Regions from separate parts of the Mus musculus genome. Here region 2 is linked to region 1. The links are chromatin contacts, called in public Micro-C maps. All regions are on one chromosome and are shown on one strand. Each heading gives the region's core, a stretch centred on a gene start, on an enhancer-like site or on the middle of the called end of the contact. The rest is flanking DNA. Distances are from core to core; before and after follow the strand shown. Region 1 holds the start of Ercc8 (excision repaiross-complementing rodent repair deficiency, complementation group 8). Region 2 holds the start of Elovl7 (ELOVL family member 7, elongation of long chain fatty acids (yeast)).

What was found. Hi-C and Micro-C count contacts between places; a contact is called where the count stands out from the background.
Region 2: a Micro-C map of embryonic stem cells shows a contact between it and region 1, with 2.8 times the contacts expected there. The contact joins the promoter of Elovl7 here to the promoter of Ercc8 in region 1. A contact is called at or near these places in 2 of 39 promoter capture datasets (HPC-7-derived erythroid cells and pre-B cells), 8 of 484 Hi-C or Micro-C datasets (CD8 T cells, embryonic stem cells, granulocyte-monocyte progenitors and 3 more), 2 of 115 datasets of contacts at active chromatin or transcription factors (embryonic stem cells and memory CD8 T cells) and 2 of 9 other capture datasets (adipose tissue and pancreatic islet).

Annotation. Positions count from the first base shown.
Region 1 is chr13:108,156,169-108,163,157 of GRCm38.p6, forward strand. It overlaps Ercc8 (excision repaiross-complementing rodent repair deficiency, complementation group 8), which reads left to right and starts at 2,570. Exons shown (of 12, transcript NM_028042.4): 1 at 2,570-2,702; 2 at 4,467-4,562. The coding sequence starts at 2,626. It overlaps Ndufaf2 (NADH:ubiquinone oxidoreductase complex assembly factor 2), which reads right to left and starts at 2,457. Exons shown (of 4, transcript NM_001127346.1): 1 at 2,275-2,457. The coding sequence starts at 2,401.
Region 2 is chr13:108,209,907-108,216,895 of GRCm38.p6, forward strand. It overlaps Elovl7 (ELOVL family member 7, elongation of long chain fatty acids (yeast)), which reads left to right and starts at 4,498. Exons shown (of 8, transcript NM_029001.5): 1 at 4,498-4,594.

The DNA of each region.
Region 1 (6,989 bases), core at 1,320-3,819:
GATGAAGCCCTGACCCACCAAAAAGCGAGATGTGTGCTAGTTTTATAGCGTTTGAATTTGAAAAGGAAGTTGTGCTGTGTCTGGGTGCTCTGTGTGTGCCAGCGCACATCCTGTGCACAGGCATGTGGAGGCCAGAGCTGGACGGCAGGCCTTCTCCTCTATCTATACTCTCCGCCTCATTACCTTGAGACACCACCTGTCTCTGGGTTGGAAACTTGCCTACTGACTAGGCTGGCTGACCTCTCGGAGCTGCCAGTCTGTTCCTACAAAGCTAGGGAGTAGGGTACACACAGCCATCCCTGGCTTTGGTGCTGGGGATCCGAACTCAGAACTTCCTGTGTGCTGAGCAAGGGCTGAAACCCAGTGAGACATTTCCTCAGTCCTGGAAAACAACTACAAATAAACTCAGTTCATTAGAAATAAAGTAAACAGTAAAGAAAAACTGAGTATCTGTATGTATCAATTATGTATGTATTATGCCTAACAGTTGAACCCTTTAGTTCAACTGTTGGTGCTGGTGGGGGTACAAAATGGATCTTCAAGCTGTTTCTTTTCTCTCTTTTTTGGGGGGGTGGGTGTTGTTGTTTTGTTTTTTTCCTTTGAGACAGTGTTTCTGTGTAGTCCTACCTATTCCAGAACTTGCTCTGTACACTAGGCTGGCCTCAGATTCAGAGATTCCCTAGCCTCTACCTCCTGAGTGCTGGGACTAAAGGCGGATGGGCCACTAGGGCCACTCTGTCTGTTTCTCACAAAGTTTAACCTACATCTCCAGGCTGATCCAGGCGTTCTCCTTGTAAAAGAGAAATGAACGCATTATATCTATAAGTCTCATCATTTATCTGTGACAGTCTTAAGACAGGGACTAATCCAAAGATCTATGAACAGGTGAGCAGGTAAGAAAACTATATATACTGCATTCCACACGATAGAACATTAGCAACAAGGTAAAAATTTTGATGCACATAAAGATGAACTTCAAAATAATGATCCTAAATACAGGACCCAGAAAGAAATCTATAAAGACATATATACAAATATTCACGTTTAAAACCTGTAGGAAACGAAGACCAATTTGTAGCATCAGAAACCCAGATCAGTGGATATCTGGGTACAGGCAGCAGAGGCAGCATATTTAAATGCTCAGTGGGCAAAAAAGTTCAAGGTAGTAAGTTTTAGAAAAGGGTTAAGTGGGTACTAGAGAGATGGCTCAGAGGTTAAGAGCACTTGCTGCTCTTATAGAAGACCCAGGTTCAAATCCCAGCACTCACATGGTGGCTAAACAACCATCAACTCCAGTTCCAACAGCTTTGACACCAGATACACAACTACACACCTGCAGGCAATACACACACAATTAATAAATCTTTTTTAAAGATAAGAAAAACATTTTTATAAATGTTTAACATAGTTAATATTGTGAGAAATTAATGAAACACAGTTGTTGGACCAGTCTTCAACCGTCCCAGTAGCGACAGACACTACTATTATCTCTTTCATGTAAGACCACCTAAGTGAGAAAAATGGACTTGTGCCTAAGCTGCCTCAGTCAGCGCTTAAACTCTGACCCAACTTCTTTCTCTGCGACTTTCTATACTGGAGCAATAGAGAAAAGTAAAAGACATTGTGTGGCCTGCTGCAAGGGGGACGGGGGAGGAGGGGGGCGGGGAGGTGGGGACAGAGAGAGTCAGAGACACACAGTCACAAACACACACACATACAAGGAACGCCCCCCCCCCCCCCCGGGGGGACGGGTCTAGGTGTAGCCCTGGCTGTCCTTGAACTCACTCTATAGACCAGGCCGACCTCGAACTCAGAGATCTATCCGCCTCTGCCTTCGGAGTGCTGGGATTAAAGCCTGGCTATAAAAGAACACCTCTTAACTAAACCGTTCCAGTTCTTGAAAACAGTTTTAGTTAGACACACATTTCTGAAATCGACCTGGACATTAGAACGGATCAGTGTATTCGGAAAGTTCTGGGTTGACAAGGACGGCGACAGACAGGGAGAGCGCGCCAGACACTGCGACACCAAGAACCGCAAACTCTGCGGACAACCCGGATCTGAAGACCAAGGCAAGGCACTGGCGCAAGGCCTTTCCCGATGCTCCCCAGAACCTCTGGCAGGACCGGGTCCAAACTTCGTCGCCCAAGGCAACCGCCAAGTCCTGGGACCCGGGACAGGGACCAGGGCACCCGAGGCCCGGCCCCCAAGTACGGCGGCCGCCACCCGCCCGGGACGCGCATCCATCGACCGGTATCCTCTCCTCGCTCTCACCTCTCCAGTTCTTGTACTCGGCGACGTAGTAGTATTTGTTCCCCAGATGGTCCGTGCCCACGTGCTCCCTCACCTCCCTGGACAAGGCGCTCCAAACAGAGCGCCACACACCGGACCACCAGCTCATGCCTGCGCCGAACTCAAGGTCTGAGGCTTCAACCCGCCACCGGAGGACACGCCCACGCTAAGCTCCGCCCACTGCCCGGCGTTTTCCGAGCCCCCCAGTAACGCCGCTCTCCGTTGGTCAGGCCACATCGCTGATTGGCCAATGAGAGCCCGTGTTGTTGCATCCCCCAGTTCCCCGGTCTGTCATGGCAGCGCCCAGGCCTCCAGCCGGTGTGTGGACCCGAGATGTTGAGCTTTTTGTCCGCTCGACAGTCGGGTTTGGAGGACCCTCTTCGCTTGCGTAGAGCGCAGTCCACACGGAGGTGAGTCACGCGCGTGTCTTTTCCTCTTCCGGTGCCAAGGGAGAGTCTGGAGCAGGGAGATCGGGTCGCAGGACCGACTGGGCTGAAGATGAAGTCGGCAGGAGCCGGAGGAGGAAGACCCACGTGTGCGTGTAGGGGAGAGTGTGAAGGAAAAACCCAGGTCACAGTAATTGTAGCTTGCTGTGTACATGAAGGATGTAGTTGGAAGTAACCAGGGAGCCGAGTTAGATAACTGTCACTCCAGGAGAGACCTGATGGCAGGCTCTCCAATGGCAGGACTGTGAACATCCTCACGGCCAGCTCACCCCACGGCCTTCCACTGGACCCTCACTGCCAACATGACTGCTTCTTATTTCTTTGGTGCGCTTTGGTTCTGTTGACCAATGCCTTTATTTTTGTAGAATTTCATGTGGGTTTATCTCTGAGGCACAGACGAACCTGCATGCTTTGACTGTGTTTGTAAACCGAGTAACAGGTGTACAGAAATCAATCGTACGGATTTCGAAAAGAAGGCATGTAAATAAGTCCCCAACCACGTGCTATTTATATAGTGGCTTGTAGATGAAATAGCTTTGGAGCTTTGAGCTTTATGGTGTTTCTTAGTAACTGAAATTTGAACAATGTTGACGGGGTCTAGTATTTAGTTAAATTACACTGAAATTATATATATATATTCACGCTTCAGTGAAGATTATTGTTTTGTTAAAGTAATGAGGTTATTCTTTAATTCTCATTTATTTTTGTAACTGAACTGGAAAGTCCTAATTTATTCAGAGAAGATGTCCTTCCCTGTCATCTGCTAGTGACAAAAGCATAGTAAACATTACATTTGGCGCTCTCAGGCAACATCTTTTAAAGGATGTTTACAACCTGGAGCTGTAATTCACATAAACTGGATATTGAACACGCTGAACATTGGTGACACAAGCCTGTGACCCCAGGTTCCTAGAAGCAGATGGAGGAAGATTTCTGGCCCAGCCTGGGCTACCGAAGCAAGTTCCAGGTCAAACTGAGCTGCATAATGACATATGCCACTCCACCGCACCCCTACAGAAAGAAAAATGAAATTTTCATGGTTGCGTAAAACATGCTGAGTGCTGACATGTTTTTAAGACCATCACCGTATCAAGAAGTTTAACACTTGCGCCCTAAAGCTTTGCTGCGCTTTGGTACCGCTAACCCTCCTCCGCTTCACTTCATTTTAACTGTGGCATTGATAATAGTTTGTATTTCTACAGTCTTAGACATCTAAGAGAATCTTTAAATTGTGCAATTCAAACTTTTATCCACTAGGTGTCATCAGCCAAGTTTATTGGAATTTTTAACTTTCCCTGAAAGCTTGTTTATCCATAGATAACTTTTTAAGGACTTAAAAGCTTTAAATCAGCAGTTTTCGACCTGTGTGTCTCTACCCTTTCACAGGGGTTACGTATATCCTACATATCAGATATTTATATTATGAATCATAACAGAAACACAGTTTCAGTTATGAAGCAGCAGCAAAAATAATTTTATGGTTGGGGTCACTACAATCCGAGGAACTGTGTTAATGGATCACAGCACTAGGGAGGCTTAAATGAAATTTAAAGTAGTGTTTCAGTTTAAAACTTGTTTAGAGGCCTACATTAATAAGTCTGAATATCTTTAGATGTAGTAAGAAGCTAAAGCCTTGCAGAATTTGTGGTAATCTTGGGGAAATAAGGAATTGATACTAAATGTTTTTCTTATCGTTGCTTTATCTTTTTTCCTTTTTCCTTTTTGAAGGGTCCTGGGGCTGGAGTTAAACAAAGACAGGGATGTGGAAAGAATCCATGGCAGTGGGGTTAACACCCTCGACATTGAGCCCGTTGAAGGAAGATAGTAAGTTACGGCTTCACGTTTCCTTCTAAGTGAGGTGCAGAAAAATCTTGCCTTTTCAGACTGATTACAAGAAAGCTCTTACAAATACTTTTTTTTTAAGTTGTAAATTGTAGCGTTTGTTGGAAAAGCATCTATTCATTTGAAATCGAAAATCAAATACGCAAAATGTTATCAGATCGATATTCCAAATGTGGCATTAATATGTTCATGTTAAATCAATAAGCCAGGGATTTATGTTGATGCCGAAGGCTTTTAAGTGTGGGATGCATTTAAGTGGTCTTCTAACCTCTAATTGTTACTTTCAGGGACGAATGGGAAGTGACATGTAAAAAGTAGAAGTGTGCTTGGCACTGGGCGTGAAGCAGACGATCACTGAGTTTCTCATTTACCAGCAGTGACCTTGTGCAGTTTACCTAACCTTTCAGATTTCAGTTTGTCTCAGCTGTTCTATAGGAATGATCCTGCTTAAGAATTGGAGAAACTGTAGTGAAAGCATGTTTGTTCCACCCTACTGCCGACCCTATAGCTGAATGTGTTCCCCGTCACGGCACACCACGCATCGGCACACCACGATATTCATTCGGGAAGGTTTTGGGGTGGAGGGTGCAGCTCTGTGGCAACAGTATGATCTGCATGCACAAGATCTGGGTTCAGTCTAGAGCAGAATTGGAGGAGAACTCAAGGCTGTTAAGGAGTGTAGGCTCAGAGTCCTTCCTGTGAGCTGAGGGTGTGGTTCACAGATAAACCCTCACCTAGCAGGTCCAAGACCCTGGATTCAAGCCCCAGGACTACAAAGAAATAAAACAAAATCAAGCCTTATGTTGTTTATAATTAGATTATGTATTACAATAACATATGGGAAGTAGCTTCTCCTGTTTTGATCTAGTTACCAGTTGCCCTGGCTTTTGATTCCTGGTAAACTGTTGTCATTTACATTAAAATTAGCCATGTGGGTTTGGCAGACTTGCACTCTCTACCTTCCCCCTCTGCCATAATAGTCTACCAGAAACGTGTGCCCAAACAGTTCTCCCTTTAGCACATGGTTACAGTTAAAAGGTGGCGCACAATAATTCTGTTCTTTGCCATATCTTTCCAAAGCTTAACATATTTCCTGTTCAAAGGCGGTCAAGGGACACTCATTGATAAATATATGCAGATCCAAGGAACAGAGAACAGCTGATTTGTCATTGGTGTAAGTGGGAAAAGTACAGTAGTGAAGCAGCCAGGCACTGGCCTAGCGATTATGTGCCCTGGGTTACAGTGTGTGTCTGTGTGAAGAATGTAGGATGAAGATGCTTTTGTGCTGCATCGAATTAAAGTCTGAGACACTTAGCACAGTAGCTTTCCCTTTAATACATGGTAAAAGCTACAACTATGTATTTCTTTGTTTGCTAAGATATACTATGTGTAATCACATTTAGTAACAAGAAGAAATAAAGTGAAAATATATGTCAAATTGAAAACCAAGTATTTTCTTTTGCTTAAGAAAAATCAGTGTATGTGTAAGTTGTTTAGAAGTATATTAGTAGCCCGGCGTGCTGGCACACGCCTTTAATCCCAGCTCTTGGGAGGCAGAGGCAGACGGATTTCTGAGTTTGAGGCTACACAGAGTGAGTTCCAGGACAGCCAGGGCTACACAGAGAAACCCTGTCTCGAAAAAACAAAACAAACAAACAAAAAGTCTATTAGTATTTATCGTCTACCATGAACACTATAGCAGAAACTCTAAAAACCATTACCAAAACCAGAACACAGAGATCTAGTAGACCAGACTCAGTTCTAAGATAGGTGTTATTTTAAGAAGACTATCCATAAACTGCATTTTAACAGGTTCCGTTACATAGAAAACATTTGCATACCCTTATGAAGATTAAAATTTCTGTATCTTTTGAGTTCTTTTGATTTATTCATCTTTTGTTAGTTTTCTTTTCTAAATCAAATTAATACCCTACCTATTTAATATGGTCACAATTAGCAGAATAGCAACCACATTGTTAAATAATATTAATGTTTGGTACTAAATAGAAATTCATTTAATTTCAATAATAATTAATTTTTATGTAGTAAATAAACTCAAAAGGAAACTTTTGGCAGTTATTTTAATTTAAAAATTGCATTATTGTAAATACCAATTAAATCCAGTTAAAAAAACAACCACTCTAGAAGTAATCATTTGCTTTACGTTGATAATACATTGTTAGTACTGGTAGAGAAACAAAAATCCAGCAGGTGTGAGCATGCAGTTCCGTTGGTGAGATGGTCACACACACCTGTTGTCCCAGCTCTCAGGAGATGATGGCAAGAGGCTGACCCCTGGAAGGTCACCAGGTCATGAAGTGTCTGCACAAATCCCAAACCCTGAGTAAGGGGAGACAAATCTCGATGACTGCAAGGTCTGTGTGCTGTCAGCATGTACACGTGGAAGAA
Region 2 (6,989 bases), core at 3,248-5,747, 56 kb after region 1:
AAGAAAGGAAATCCATGAGCAAGATCAAGAAGATTGCCATCTGCAAGCTGAATAGGCCCCTTCCAGGACCCGACCTTGGACTTGACCATATAACTCTAAGAAAATGCCACTTATCTAATCTATCTAGCCTATGGTATTTTGTTATAACTTAATTTTGTTCATCATCAGTCAAATGTACAAAGGCTTGGTTGTTCAATACTGTAGTAATTAAATGAATAAAAAAATTACATGCATCTACACTAATAAGTCATTGACAAGGATTGGTTGAGACTGGTGAGATGACTCCGTGGGTAAAGATGCTTGCTGCTGGATAGAGAGACCTGACTCCTGCTAGATGCCCTCTGACCTCCACACTAGGGTCATACATCCACAGTATACACACACACACACACACACACACACACACACACACACACACACACTCGTGTGCACGCATGCTAAAAATAAATCTAAAAAGTAAAAGTTGACTAAAAAACAAAGTTTTGGGATAATATATGTGGTCTGGTACTAGGTACTTACAATGTAGTTGTTTATTTTACATTTACATGAAAATCAAAGTATGTATGAGGGATATGCAACAAAAACCACAGGAAGGGCCCACTGTTGTTTCTGAATTCCTTTTTTGGAATAAAAAGAATAAAAGTAGGCTAGAGCTCCAGCTGTTGCCTGCCTTCCTCCTCCTCCTCCTCCTCTTCCTCCTCCTCCTTCTTCCTCTCTCTCTCCCTCCCTCTCTCTTCCTTCCTTCCTTCCTTCCTTCCTTCCTTCCTTCCTTCCTTCCTTCCTTCCTTCCTCCCTCCCTCCCTCCCTCCCTCCCTCCCTCCCTCCCTCCCTCCCTCCCTCCCTTCCTTCCTTCCTTCCTTCCTTCCTTCCTTCCTTTTAATATGTATGTACCACAGAGCGTCTGCATACCTGACAATGCTTGTGCTTCACTCTGTTCTCCTTGGATCCTTTCCTGACTGCACAACAAACTGGATTACAAACAGTCTAAAACTCTCCTCTGTGATTGCTCTCTTCCCGTCTACTCTTGAAACCCACTCTGGCCAGAGTTTCGCCCCATCCATTTAACTAAAGCCATTTTTGTCACATTTGGTGGATGACTTCCATATTGCTAAATCCGCAGTCCCTTCTAGTGCTCGGCATTCGCTAGCGCCATGTTGTAACATGTTGTTCTTCTCCTACGGTGATAAGAATCTGTGTCATTCTTTAGCAAGCGTTCTTTTTCATCACCTTCTAGAGTTGGCTTAATATTTTTATAGGTCATTGATGTTGGATCTGGCTCTCTGATGGCTTCAAGGCAATGGAATGTTAGCCAGCTTGATGTGCCAGGGACCTTCAGTGTGCTCATAAGCTTGGGAATGCCATTTGGACTCGAGTGGTGTGCTGTGAGGTCTCAAGCCAGTTGCTGCGCCTTCCTTCTTGGTTCCAGAGGTCATCAGTTGAGGTAAGGCCAGCTTGCCTACTAAATCTACCTACAGATTGGTGGCCATGAAGACAAAGGCAAATCTACTAATTATTTTTGCTAGGGAGTGATTTGCTGTACACTGTTACTATGGCATTCCTAACAGAGCTACCTTTCAGGAATCATGGATGCTCAGATTTTCCTCTAGGCTGGCTCTCCATCCCCATTCCATAACCACTCACCACTGTGGTGCCCCAGGAGGCTGTCTGCAGACTCCTCATCTCCTTTCTCCTTTCTCGATGCTCTTACCCATCTTTAAAAATATCAAGAGGCTGATAAGTCCTAAATTTACATTCCCAGGCAAGCCCCTCTCTCAGTCTGAAGACTGAGATAACCAACTGCATGTCTGATGTCTGATACACCCACTTGGATACCTAATAGCCTCCTCCATTTAAATCAGTCCTCGAATGTGTTCTGCCCTTTGCCCTATTTTTTTTTCCCTCTGTCTTCCTCTTTATACAAGCAACATGTTCTTTGCAGTTGCTTATGGAAAATGCTTTCATTTTTTTTTTTTTTTGGAACACACCCTTTCTTATCGCTCACCTCAGACCTTTGGGAATCGGGTTGGCCCTTGTCGTCAAGATGTATTGGAGGTTGGGAGATGAGACAGGGTGTGGCTGACCTGGAACTCCCTCTGTAAACCAGGCTGGCCTTGAACCCACCAGCCTCTGCCTCTGAATGCCAGAATGTATTTTAAAGCCTGGCCTTTTCACTTCAACCAGCTCCTCCTTGCCTCTGCTTTATCTTATCTGGACTGTGTAAGAGCCTCTTAACTGTCTCCTTGCTATGTCTCGGCCATTCCTCCCCATCCTCTATACCACTCTCAGTAACATTGTTAGAACACTTACTTTAAAATGCCAGGCTGGAACAAAGGCCTATCATCCCAGCACTTAGGAGGCTGAGGCAGGAAGATTTGAAAGTTTGAGGGCAGCCTAGATTTCATAGCCAGACCTTGCCCCCAAAAAGAGAAAAGCAGAAAGAAAAGGAGGAAGAAAAAAAAAAAAGAAAAAAGAAAAAAGGAAGGAAAGAGAAAAAAAGAAAAAGAAAAGAAAAGAAAACTGAGCGACCAGAAGGTGCCACTCTTCAGAACTGCTCCTTTGAGACTTCGATGTTGCCCTCCCTGTTCCAGTTCAGCTCCCACAACCTCCTAGGTCCTCTGGGAAATGTGGCCTCCTTGCTGTCTCTGTGCCCATGCCTTCAGCTTAGCTACTGTTCCTGTTGCCTAGAGTGCTTCTTACCCGATACACACAGACTTCCTCTTAGCCTGCCATTTCAGCACTGGGGAGAAGGGGACAGGAGGGATATATGTTTGAGGATAGCCTGGGTTACTATCAGAAGTTTTATTCCCAGCCTCTGCTGCATAGTGAATCTCAAAAACACGAGATGCAAAAGGCTCCTTTCACAGAGGCCTTCAACAATGAAGCTTCCCCCTCCCATCCCCCCTCAAAAATCCCCATGCCCTTCCCCTTCCCGTGGTGCTTGTCAGGACCTGAACACATTTTTTTTTTCCTGACCTGGTTATGTATTAACTTTATTGTAAGCTCTGGTTAGACTGAAAGTTCCCTCCCTGAAAAGACAGAACATTTTTAGTTTGTTTTGGTTGTCTGCTGGATCTTTAGATCCTGGGGTGGGGTGGGGTGGGGTGGGGGTAACAGCATTAAATAGGTCTTAAATCTAATTAAATGAATCTAATTAGGCTCTTGCATGTTTGAAATTTTATACAGACAGAAACAGTGACAGGCATGTGACAATTGTCTCTAATTTTTAAGGCGTTTCCAAATCTACCAAACAACTTATTTGTAACATGAAAGAAGAGCATAAACAAGGATTCATTAGTTTGTTTTTTGATTGATGTAAAGCACTGAGCTCAGGAACTTGCACAAGCCGGGCAAGCCCTCTACCACCAAGTTACATCTCCAGTAGAAGATATCTTCAGCGTCTTAATTTGCATTTGAACTTCTGTCCTTTGGGAGTTGCTGTCTCCTTGACTATTCAGTGGGAGTGCCCAGAGTTTTAGGTAGACACTGAAACCTTATTTTCAATGTTCTAGGGTTGGGTCATGGAAGGCTGTCTTGCTTGCTTGTTTTTGCTTTCCCTATGCAAGGTCTCTACTTGTCAAGAGACTTCTTACCCTGATTCTAGGCTAGGAACTCTAGAGCAAGCAGAGCCCATGTGGTGAGGCAGTCCGCACAGGGAAGGCAAACTCTCGGGAGTGTAGGAGGGGGATGGAGGATAGGGGATGTTCTAGTTGAAAGATCAATTCTAGTTTTAGGTTTTGCTATAGAAGCAGATACCTCTAGACTTACATTTTGCCTTCCTGTGCTTGATTTAGAAATCGTTACAGTGTTTATTATGATCATAACTAAACACAGGACTAGCTCATTAAAAAAAAAAAAAAGTCCAGTGCACAAGCACAGGCCTACATTCATCCAGTTCAGCAATTCCAATCCATCAATCAGTGAAGGAGACGGGAGTTTGCTAGACTCTGTTCCTTGTTCTGATCACCATAAAAAAAAGTTGCATACAGTCTGTTCTTCATTGCACTAAAAGCCTCCCCGCGCCTCCTATTTTTCAACAATTCATTCTTAATAATTAAAAGGGATCGAGCTGCCAAAATCTGGCTTGGGCATCTTTACTGGTCTGGTCTCCATTTTAGAGACCTATTTCTCCTTCATCCCTTCTTCCCTCCAGCCGCGCCCTCCCTCGACCGGTCCTGTAATCCATTAGAGTCAAGCAGGACGACAATTCCCATAGTATTTTGGTTAAGCATGCGGATGAATCCAGATGTTGGTATTCACTCTCAGAAAGAAAGGGCACCAGTAGAGCGGACGGGAACCGGCCCCCTACTGCACCCTGGGTTGCTCGGGGCCAGGCTCTACCCGCGGCGAGGGCGGCAGCGGGAGAGGCTGGCATGACACCCCACCCCTCGGCGTCACCTGGCGGCGACGGGCAGGCGGGCCGGGGGGCGGTCCCGGGTGACGCGCGGGGCTGGGAGAGCCGGCAGGTGCCACCCTACCGCCTCCGCCCCTCGCAGCCTGGTCCGCAGCCCCGGCAGCAGGGGCCGCTGTGAGAGCTGCGCTCGCACTGCCCGCCGCCGCCCTCGGCTCCCGCGCGCGCTGCTCGCCCCTCGGCGCGGTGAGTGCGGGGCTGCGGGCCCCAGCAGACTGGGCGAGGCTTTCGGGGGTGGCGCGGAGGGCTGCGGGGGAAGGACGCGCGAGCCGAAGGGGTCGAGCCCCTGGGGGTCGCACGGGAAAGGAAGCGGCGTGGGGCCGGGCAGGGCCTCCCTCCTGGCGGTGCTGCTCGCTGGTCGGGCGCGCCGCGCTCACCTGTGCCTCCCGGAGCCCTGGAGCCCTGTACCCCTAGGGAAGATCGGGGCCCTCCGGGGCATGGGGTGCTGAGCTGCTGCGGTTGAGACTCAAGGAGGGAAGGTCTTGCTCGACCTTGGACCGCGGAGGTCACTTTCTCGGCTCCGGGTCCTGGCTTCCCAGACTCCTCTTCACAAACCAGCTATCCCTTCTTCCTGCTTCTGGGTGCGTCCCGCCTGCCCGAGGGAACTCAGGGCGCTGTCTCTTTGGCTCCGGGAACAGCATCCCGTCCCGGTGACTGCTGCGGGCCAGGGAGGGAGGATGAGTCCACGGCTGTGGAACAGGTCGTTCTGGAGACGGAGTGGCAACTCCTGTCATTTATCGCCTAGGTGTCTTGTGGTGTGAAGTGGGCCTTTCTTTCTTATCAGCCCTCGCTGATTCAAACTTACCGGATTCAGAGGAGCGCCTTTGGGGACTAACTGGAACTCGGGGTGGGAGCGGTCCGGCTGGCAGCAAGGCACAAAAGTCCCACTCCCACTGAACAATAGTTTCAGAGACCCGGCGATTGCCTACTGAACTCCCTCCTGTCCCTGAAGCTGCCCATGAGCGTTTTCTCTCAGCTCCGAGCTCCCAAGTCATCTTTTCTTCCACTCACTCCTGTTTTGCGTTTCTTGTATAAAACTCATCCTCTTTAGTGACTGCCGCCGCCGCCGTACTTTGCGCTTGTGGTTTACAATTTGCAGTTTTTGTTCGGGGGAAATTGTTCTCCCCAAGGTCATCGAGGACTAGGTTTAAAAAAAATCCCTTTCCCTTTACCCCATAGCAGATGCTTATCCAGTGCTGTGTGCCTGACACTGAGAGCTTAACCCTGTCAGTCTTCAAGTAGATATTGTTTTCAGTTTGGGGCTTGGCTTCCAGCCAGCCAGGAGCTCTTGGCCACTCTGCTAGTCTGATGAACCCAGAGTTCTTGGTTCTTACTGCTACTAAGCACTATGCAGGTTCAAGCATCAGGCCCGGGACACTTAATCTCTGGCCCCTTTTCCTCCTTGTTTGTTTTTTACTGTAGCAGCTAAAGCTGATATCAGTCTCTTGATCCCTCTTCTTGTCTCCCTGCTACGGGGTGTGAACCACACGTGCCCAGCCCTTTATAAGATAGATATCTTTAAAAGATAAAAAATTAGATTGACAGGTTGACTTCCTAAAACCTCATTTTTCAAGTCTACTTAACTTCAATTACAATCCAGGGGCCCTGTGTATTCAGTTGAGTCTAATATCTTTGAGGAGACGTTATAATACTCCGTTTCTGTGCCCCAGGCCTTCCCAACGCTCCCGTAGAAGATGGTTTCCGCCACCATTAACCTAGTCACCAAGATGCAAAATCTCAGCCATCCCGCCTCCTGCTACCACTCCCTAACCCCAATTATGGATTTATCCAGCTCTCTCCAGATCTCTCCTGCCTTTGTCAGTCTCAGCCTGCACCCCTCCCATCGCTCTTCACCACACTTCCTCTTTCCCAAAGCGAACACATACTATCACTCATCATACCCACCTTTCTTTTCCCTCTTATTTATTTTGAGACAAGGTCTCGTGTATTCCAGGCTGGCTTCGAACTCTCTGTGTAGCCTCGGATGACCTTAAACTTCAGATCCTCCTGCCTCTAACCTCTGAATTGCTGGGATTATAAGCATGTGCCACCATTTCCAGTATTATTCAGTGCTGGAGAGGGAAACCGGAGGCTTTATGCCTGCTAGATAAGCATCGAACCAAACTGAGCCCCATCCTCAGTCAATACACATTTTGATTATCTTCTTTAGTAAGTGTTTGCTTTCTTCCAGGTCCTGGGCAACTTAAAATGTTACACTATCAGGCATTCTTTGTAGTAGTCACTTAATAGATATTTGTAGACCAAAGTGCACCGTGAGCTAAGGTAGCTCAGGGCAGTAGTAGCCTTGATGGTAGTAGAAGCCAGCCTTTCATAAGTTTGCACTGGTAGGCGTGGGGGAACTGGCAGACAATGCAAATGGGAGCAGAGAAAAACCTCTGCTGAGTGTATTGCCACGCTGAGGTACCCAGTCGTCCTGATTCATCATTGCATCTCCTGGTGTGATACAGGAGCCAAATTTTATAGGAAGTGTGAATCTCAAAACAAAATAGGAAACAACAGTAAGTTATCTCAAAATAATCTTTTTTTAAAAAAAATTGGAAATACAGTACATACATAAAAG